Regions from separate parts of the Rattus norvegicus genome. Here region 2 is linked to region 1. The links are chromatin contacts, called in public Hi-C maps. All regions are on one chromosome and are shown on one strand. Each heading gives the region's core, a stretch centred on a gene start, on an enhancer-like site or on the middle of the called end of the contact. The rest is flanking DNA. Distances are from core to core; before and after follow the strand shown. Region 1 overlaps Tcf4 (transcription factor 4). Region 2 has its middle 140 kb from the start of Ccdc68.

Region 1 (3,350 bases), core at 292-2,791:
GGCCTACCATGGAACATTTAACTTGTCAGATATAATGGATTGTCCTGGAAGCAGATTTTTGCTTTGAGCACTCAGCTCCTTTCTTGCGTCTCACTCTCGGCTCCAGGCTGCAGGATGAACGATGGCGGTGGAAAAGCGAAGAGGAGACACACAGTTGATTCCCCCGAAGAGGGTGACCTGTGTGGCACAGAATTTTACCCATGTAAAGAGGCATTATCCCCGTCACTGGCCTTGGCGGGCTGCATGTCAGAATCATTTAAATCTGCCTGGACTTAACAGATTGTGCAAACAGTTCGGAATTGAGTGCTTAGGAATAACAAAACCTCGTCATTTTAACTTATGCAGAAATGGAGGAGCCACATCAGCTAAAGGGCGCATATCATTTACCACGACCTATGTGTCACCAAAGCCACCTGGTTTGTAGACAACGTGGACCCAGTTCATCTCTCAAGTCTGAGAGATTTGATTTTTTTAAAAAAGGAATCACTTGATGGCTATGCCTCAGAGCTCCACTGCTTTTGTTTGAGCGGTAGGGCTTAGGTTGAAATGGCCATTGATGGGGGGGGGTAGATAAACAAAGTGAAATTATCCAGCCTTGCTTCCAGTTTGAGAGTTATTTGACAAACGTCCCTTTATTGTAACCTATTTGAAAGGAGAAGCTACTCTTGTGCGGGTTATTTAATCTTTTTATCCGAAAAGAAAAACGGTGTTGGATTCGACATTTCTCTTTATTTGGTACTTTCTCCCCCCCCCCCCCTCCATTTTAAAATTGTTCTGTTGTTTCAAAAAATGTTGGGAGAGATGGGTGGGTGGTCTTCACATTTTGGGGGGAAGACTCTTAAATAAACAACGCCTGTCGATTGATCCATACATACGTATAGCTGGGAGCACCTTTTCTGGAATAACTTTTTGTAACCCCAAAGCAAGAAAAATACAGAAGCTTCAAGCAGACAGTTTGGCACTAACCGATGGAACACCAAACATGGAAAAACAATAAGGGGTGTGCGCATGTGGATTTAGACATGAAATGCTATGTACTTGGGTGGCTGGTAAGCCACGAAGATGAATGGTTTTGTGTGGAACATATGGCTAGACGCACACTAAGAGAGATGCTATTTCAAAGAGTGACTTAATATAAATCACACACACACACACACGCGCACACACACACACACACACGCTGCACGCTAGAAATTTAGCATTTACTTTACTTCTAAAAATACACGTATTGTAGAGAATTCCTAATATAGGCCGCACAGGCCTATTAAAACCACAGTAGTCTTGGGAAGAAACATAAGCTCGCTTGTACGCAAAGAAATTTACCTCTTTTTACAGAACAGCTCTCCTACAGCAGCCAAGAAGCCCTTATTAAAGTCGCTGTTAAATAATAATGTACTTGTGTTTCTTAGTAATCCTAAATTGAGATTACTTTTGTGACTAGCTCTCTAGCCCCTCTTTTAAATTCGGTCAGGTTTTAAGGCTTTAAATAGGTTTGGGGAGTGCCTGCCTAGCCTGAGGCTGCTGTGTTGGGACATGTGCGCCCTCTGCTGGCCACTCCTGTTGGGACCGACTCCGAACGGAGGCTTCTTAATCTCTTTTACTCTCAAGGTATTGAGGGGTGCCATGGGGGCAGGGGTTGTTGGGTTTCCTTTGGATTTCATCTTTAGACATCAATCAAATATTTTCTGAAACTATGAAGTCACTTAAGATTGAGTCCGGTCACTGATTTATTCATCGGAATGGGAACATAAGTTCCAGTGTGGGTGTAGTCTTGCCATCTTAAAAGGACTTACTGACGGCTCAAAGGGCACATAAGGTGTGCAGTGCTCTTAGCCATACAGTCTTTGCTGTTCTCGGCCTGCTTCTGTCTGCGACGAAGCCTAGTTTGTCTGAGTTGGGAATAGAATTTCACGGGGTGAACCCTGGGAGTCAGACTGTGGGGTAACCCTAGAAGAGGGCTCCCTGCTGGGGTGTGTAGTTCTCCCTTGCTTCTAGGAAAATGAGCCCATGTTGCTTTACATCCCAAGGGCATTTTGAGTCTCCTTAGAAATCTGAATGAGCCACCGTCACCTGCAGCCAGTGAGAAAGGTTGTCTGAATGGAGCCACTCTTTCTTTGCCTGGCTTTTCCTACTGTCTTAAGGCCTGCGGGATGGTGATAGAACAGACAATTCTTGACCCCAGGCCACGGTATGAAACCATTCAAGGGCAGCTAAGAAGATGCTACCTCTCTGTACTGCATGGTGGACAGCGCCCTTGGGAGAGAGTATCATTCCCGGCAGTGGGAGAGAGGGGACTCTGTCTAAAGAATGAGCTCTTCTTCAAAAAGCAGTGATGCCTGTTGGGTCACTCCATTACATATTCTATAGTAACTATATTTGTGTAAGTAATTACTATATATCTCTGAGATTATGGATTGAGTCAGCCCCTTAATGGTGGTAGATGAAACTTCAGGACGTTGAATTTTTTGGGGGATTGCATTGCAAATTTCTCTTTATTTGTAAGTAAATCCTAACCCCAGTTCCCAGGCCAGCCCCTCCAGACATGGAACCATCGAAGAACTTAGACCACGAAGGGACAACATAACCTGTAAAGGCTCTTTTGGTGGCCTGTCATCCCAGGTTTGCGTTCCAGTGACTTTAACATTAATTCTCCATACATCATATAAGCGTCATTCTTAAAATGTTATTTTGATTCATTTGACATCGCCAAATAACCGTATCCTAACGTGTAGTCCTCATCACAACCTAACACCTCTCATGGAGGGGCAAGTGGCTCTCTCTTGTCACCATGGTCTTCAATGAGGTTTTGCTAGGTTTTCTTGCTAGTTACCCCCTTGAGAGTGACGGAGCCTCCAGCTTCTGGCACACGGCATGCACAAGTACTCTAAAAAATATCTTTCTTTACATGGTTCAGATTCAGTCCAAAAACATTCAGATGATAAATTTTGCAGGTTCTAGCCCTGGAGACTGCTGTCCGTAAACACTGACACATTTCGTTTCCGGAGTGCTTTGGATAAGATGAAGTCATGTTTCTGGCCCCTCCCCTACTCTGCATCCTTCCCCTGATCGCCGCTCCCTCTCCTCCTTTCTCTGCCATCCTGTGCTCCTGACTTCCTCCCTTGGCCAAATCCTTCTGCAAACAGGACATTTCCCTTAAATATCACATTGTCAGAATAGATGCTTTGTGTTGTCAGATCTTACGCCTCAAGTTCACTCAACTGTCGCTAATGTCATGTGGTAGCTGGCCCCATCTACCCAAGAGTGTGGCTATTTTCTCCATTTTCTTGGTCTTGAAAAGGTAACAGGGTGTCACTCTTCTTTCTTTCTAACGGTTGGCTATCTCCCTACTC
Region 2 (3,535 bases), core at 964-3,463, 300 kb after region 1:
ATTATAAAAAAAAAATTACAGAAAAAAAGTTGTCAATAGTTTGTAATTGAGGAAGACTTTCCTAATGGAAGGATGCCCGTGTTTATTCGTGGCCTTCATTCAATATTTCTCACTCGGGATGCAAAAGAATAATTTGGCATCCAGTTAGGCACACAAGCCCATTTAGAAGATGCCCCCGTGCCTGCAGATTAGATTAACTTTGGTCAGTGTTGGTGAAATGACTTGGCTTCTCACAGACTCTCTAAGCATATTTTGGCTCAGGCCAAATGAAACAAACAATTTAGGGTTCCCCGTGTTCCCTAGTGAAATACTGCCAAACCGAACCAGAAGCAGTGCCTTTCAATAAGGTCACAGCAGAGTTCAGGTTGCCGGTGGAAATGAGTCCCTAAAATTAAATTACCAAAAGGTAGAGGTGGAGAGCACACGGAGGTGTTCACAGGTCTTGGCCCATATGCTCGGAAATGGGTTGGGTGTTCGCTGGCACGGGCCCTGCTTACACCTGCCTCTCCAAGGGACTCGTGGATTTCATTACCTCTGTAAATATGAAAAAGTACAGACGGACTTTTCAGACTGTCGACTTCCTCTGGGGGAGGGCTCAACATCAAAGCAACTATTTCTACAAACATTTAAAACATCTCCCTCCTTCCTGCCTGCCTCCCCCCCCCCCACCCTCCTTCACAAACACTAAACACACCCAATTTTCCAGGCATCTATGGCTCAACGGCACTCCTTTCCCTAGCAAGGCCCACATTACTGCCATGATTTATGGCTCGTGAATAATTAGGAGCCTGTGTGATGGTCTGGGGTTGAGATCAAAAGAACCATGTGTCAGAGGAAGGGAGGGGCTGCTGGAGCAGGAGGAAGACTGGGGTGTTTGTAATCCTAACCAGAGAGAAGCGCTCCGTGGCTTAATTGGGAAAAGGCTCAGGGTCTGAAGAAACAGTGAAAGCTGTGCTGGTCTAGGGAAAGAATCTGTGTAGTTTGCAAATCAACAATATGGAGCGATAGGTGAACCCGCGGGGACGGGGCTGGCGGGTTGGTGGCTTTGCACTAGAACTCAAAGGTCTGAGGGGAAAAAAAGTGGACCATGTTTTTGAGAAACGAGGAAAACAAAACAAAACAAAACAAAAGGCTCTAATGGGTTCACTTTGGAGAGTTCTGGAATGTTTCTTTTTCCCCTCTAATTCAGAGAAAATGTCTAGGGAAGGGATGCAGTGCTTCAGTCTGTCTCCTTGGTCCCAGTTATTTCCTGTCCCTCCTGGTAGCTACTCACAGAGAAGAAGGACTTCGTGGTGGAGATACACAGTCAAGTCACAGTGGTCGGGCCTGGACTGGACTGTGGCTCTGCACAGGGCAGGGGTCGGGAGACGGGGTGGGGGTGGGGGTGGGGGATCCAGCTCAGTCCCAGACCTCAGAGGGTTTTTGTGCTGTGGATTTACGACTTTCTATAAATCACACAGGGAGCAATGGAAACCGGCCTTATAGGGCAACCCCTGTCTCAATTTTGGCGTGTTTTTTTTTTTTTTTTTTTTTAAAACAAGCTGTGTGGCCTTAGGGTAGATGCCTGGGTCTCAGTTTCCTTATCTGCCAAATGACTTTGACTGATTTGGGTGAACTCTGAGCTACTGTTCAGACCTAAAATACTACAGATTTCCCTTGCTGGGCCCTTGAACTTGTATGCTCCCTCTCTGGGTGCAAGTGCTACTCAATTTGCTTTCCTTTGGGGAGGGGGAATGTGGAACCAGAATACCGCTGGGAGGCATTTATACATGAACTATTCAGTTCTACAAGAAGAGCAACTGGCATCCCAGGACACAGTGGGCAGATTGTGGGAACCCAACTAAAAGGACATTCCTCCTCCCCCGTTCTCATAGAGTAAACACACAGCTCTCACCTTGCAAAACCAGAGGATGAGTGGGCCGGAGGAGCACAAAGAAAACCCCTTTCTGTGTGTGTGGGGAAAAAGACATTCCCCCCTCCCCAAACAAACAAATAAAAAACAAAAGCAAAAAAAAAAAACAAAACAAAACAAAAAAAACCCAGCAAGCCACACAGACGATGACTGCCATCCTCGGGAAAATTTCCATTGTGATCCACAGTGCTGCAGAAAATCGAGGTGCCCACGACACTTATGCTGGCACCCTTAGGGGCTGGCCCTGTGGGCTCTGGCTGCTGGGCCTGGCTCCTCTGAGGTGGTCAGTATACCATGCTGCCATCTAGTGTACGCTCAGGAATTCCATGGCTCGCGTGAGGGATGCAGATTGAATCCAGACACCGGAAGTCCGGAGGAGGCTTCTTCAGGGCTACATGGAGGGACCACTGCGGTCTCTCCGCTCTAGTGGGTCTACTTAAAGTTAAGCTCACCATTGGCCTAGATGTGGTCTTTTTTTTTTACCGTGCACAAAAGAACCCTGAAAACCCCGAATTCTCCCAGGTCTTTTCCATGAGTCCTTCCACACCGTCTCTTGGAGAAATGAAAAGTTGAATTCAAAGTAATAAAAAAAAAATTAAAAACAAAACAAAACAAAACAAAACAAAAAAAAAAAAAAACCCTCACAACTATTCGGTGGCAAGCCAGCAGTTATATCATCCACTGGGTTCGTCATCGGGGAGTGGGAACCTGGAGAAGTTTTCTTTGTAAATGATACAGGGGTATTTAATTTCAAAGTCATCGAAAGGTGCTATTTCAGGATTGACACGCCACCACAGCCATGTATCCCTGAATGTCTCTTCAGAACGCGGGGCCAAACAATGAAAACACGCTCTTGATAAGGCGTGTAATGGGCAGAATTATGCTAATCGAGGGGAACCTTACAGGGTGAGTAATTTAGTAACCCCTTTCTGAGCACAAGAGCTTATTTTAAAGTTCTAAATGGCACCATAAAAGTAGTCAGGCATATATCTCCATACTGATACTGGATAATAAACACAGTCGGAGTCTAAAGTACCTTGAGCGACACCCCTCCGTGCTTATCAGCCTGTGCTTCCCCACTAATCACTGGAGCCTAAACGTTAATACTCAAGGCTTTGTTTACCTAACACTTTGTCAAGTCCAATACATCTTGGTTCCTTACCTTTCCCACAAAGGCAGAAGGAAGCTTGAAACCATTCTCCCCCCCCCCCCTCCAACAGTGAGTTCTTTTATGACAGCGGGAGTCTGTTGAGGTGTTGCTTCCAACTCTGAAACACGTTGGAATCTAGCAGATGAGAAGGCAGTGCAGTGTACCCGGCAACATGCCAACCATGACATTCAGTGCCTAAAACGGATGATGGATGGTCCTAGGAACCTCCTTGTCCCCTTGACTGACACCGTAATGAGCAGGTATTACAGCTTCATAGTAATGAATTTGTATCGCTAAAATATTATCACTTAACCATTTGGGGTTCGCCAAAGATTATTTTCCTTAGAGCAGTTAACAATGGGAAGAGATTGAGATTCATTCTTTTTTTTTTTTCTCTCTGTCAAAAAGTCTTGTTAGACTCTGTTAGGGGCTCTCCTGCAAACTTCATTTGGGCTTTCCTGTACTTGAGCCCG

What was found. A called contact is a pair of places that touch in the nucleus more often than the background predicts.
Region 2: a Hi-C map of the A7r5 cell line shows a contact between it and region 1, with 5 times the contacts expected there. The contact joins two enhancer-like sites. A contact is called at or near these places in 4 of 12 Hi-C or Micro-C datasets (the A7r5 cell line, the Rat2 cell line, frontal cortex and 1 more).

The regions. Positions count from the first base shown.
Region 1 is chr18:65,378,415-65,381,764 of GRCr8, forward strand. All of the region lies in intron 4 of Tcf4 (transcription factor 4), which reads left to right. Among named protein-coding and RNA genes, the nearest start is that of Tcf4, 160 kb to the left of the region's middle. Within about 2 kb of position 1,542, at least 14 of the 93 cell types and tissues checked have an H3K27ac peak or open chromatin away from gene starts, as enhancers often do.
Region 2 is chr18:65,676,773-65,680,307 of GRCr8, forward strand. No RefSeq gene overlaps it. Among named protein-coding and RNA genes, the nearest start is that of Ccdc68, 140 kb to the right of the region's middle. Within about 2 kb of position 2,214, at least 17 of the 93 cell types and tissues checked have an H3K27ac peak or open chromatin away from gene starts, as enhancers often do.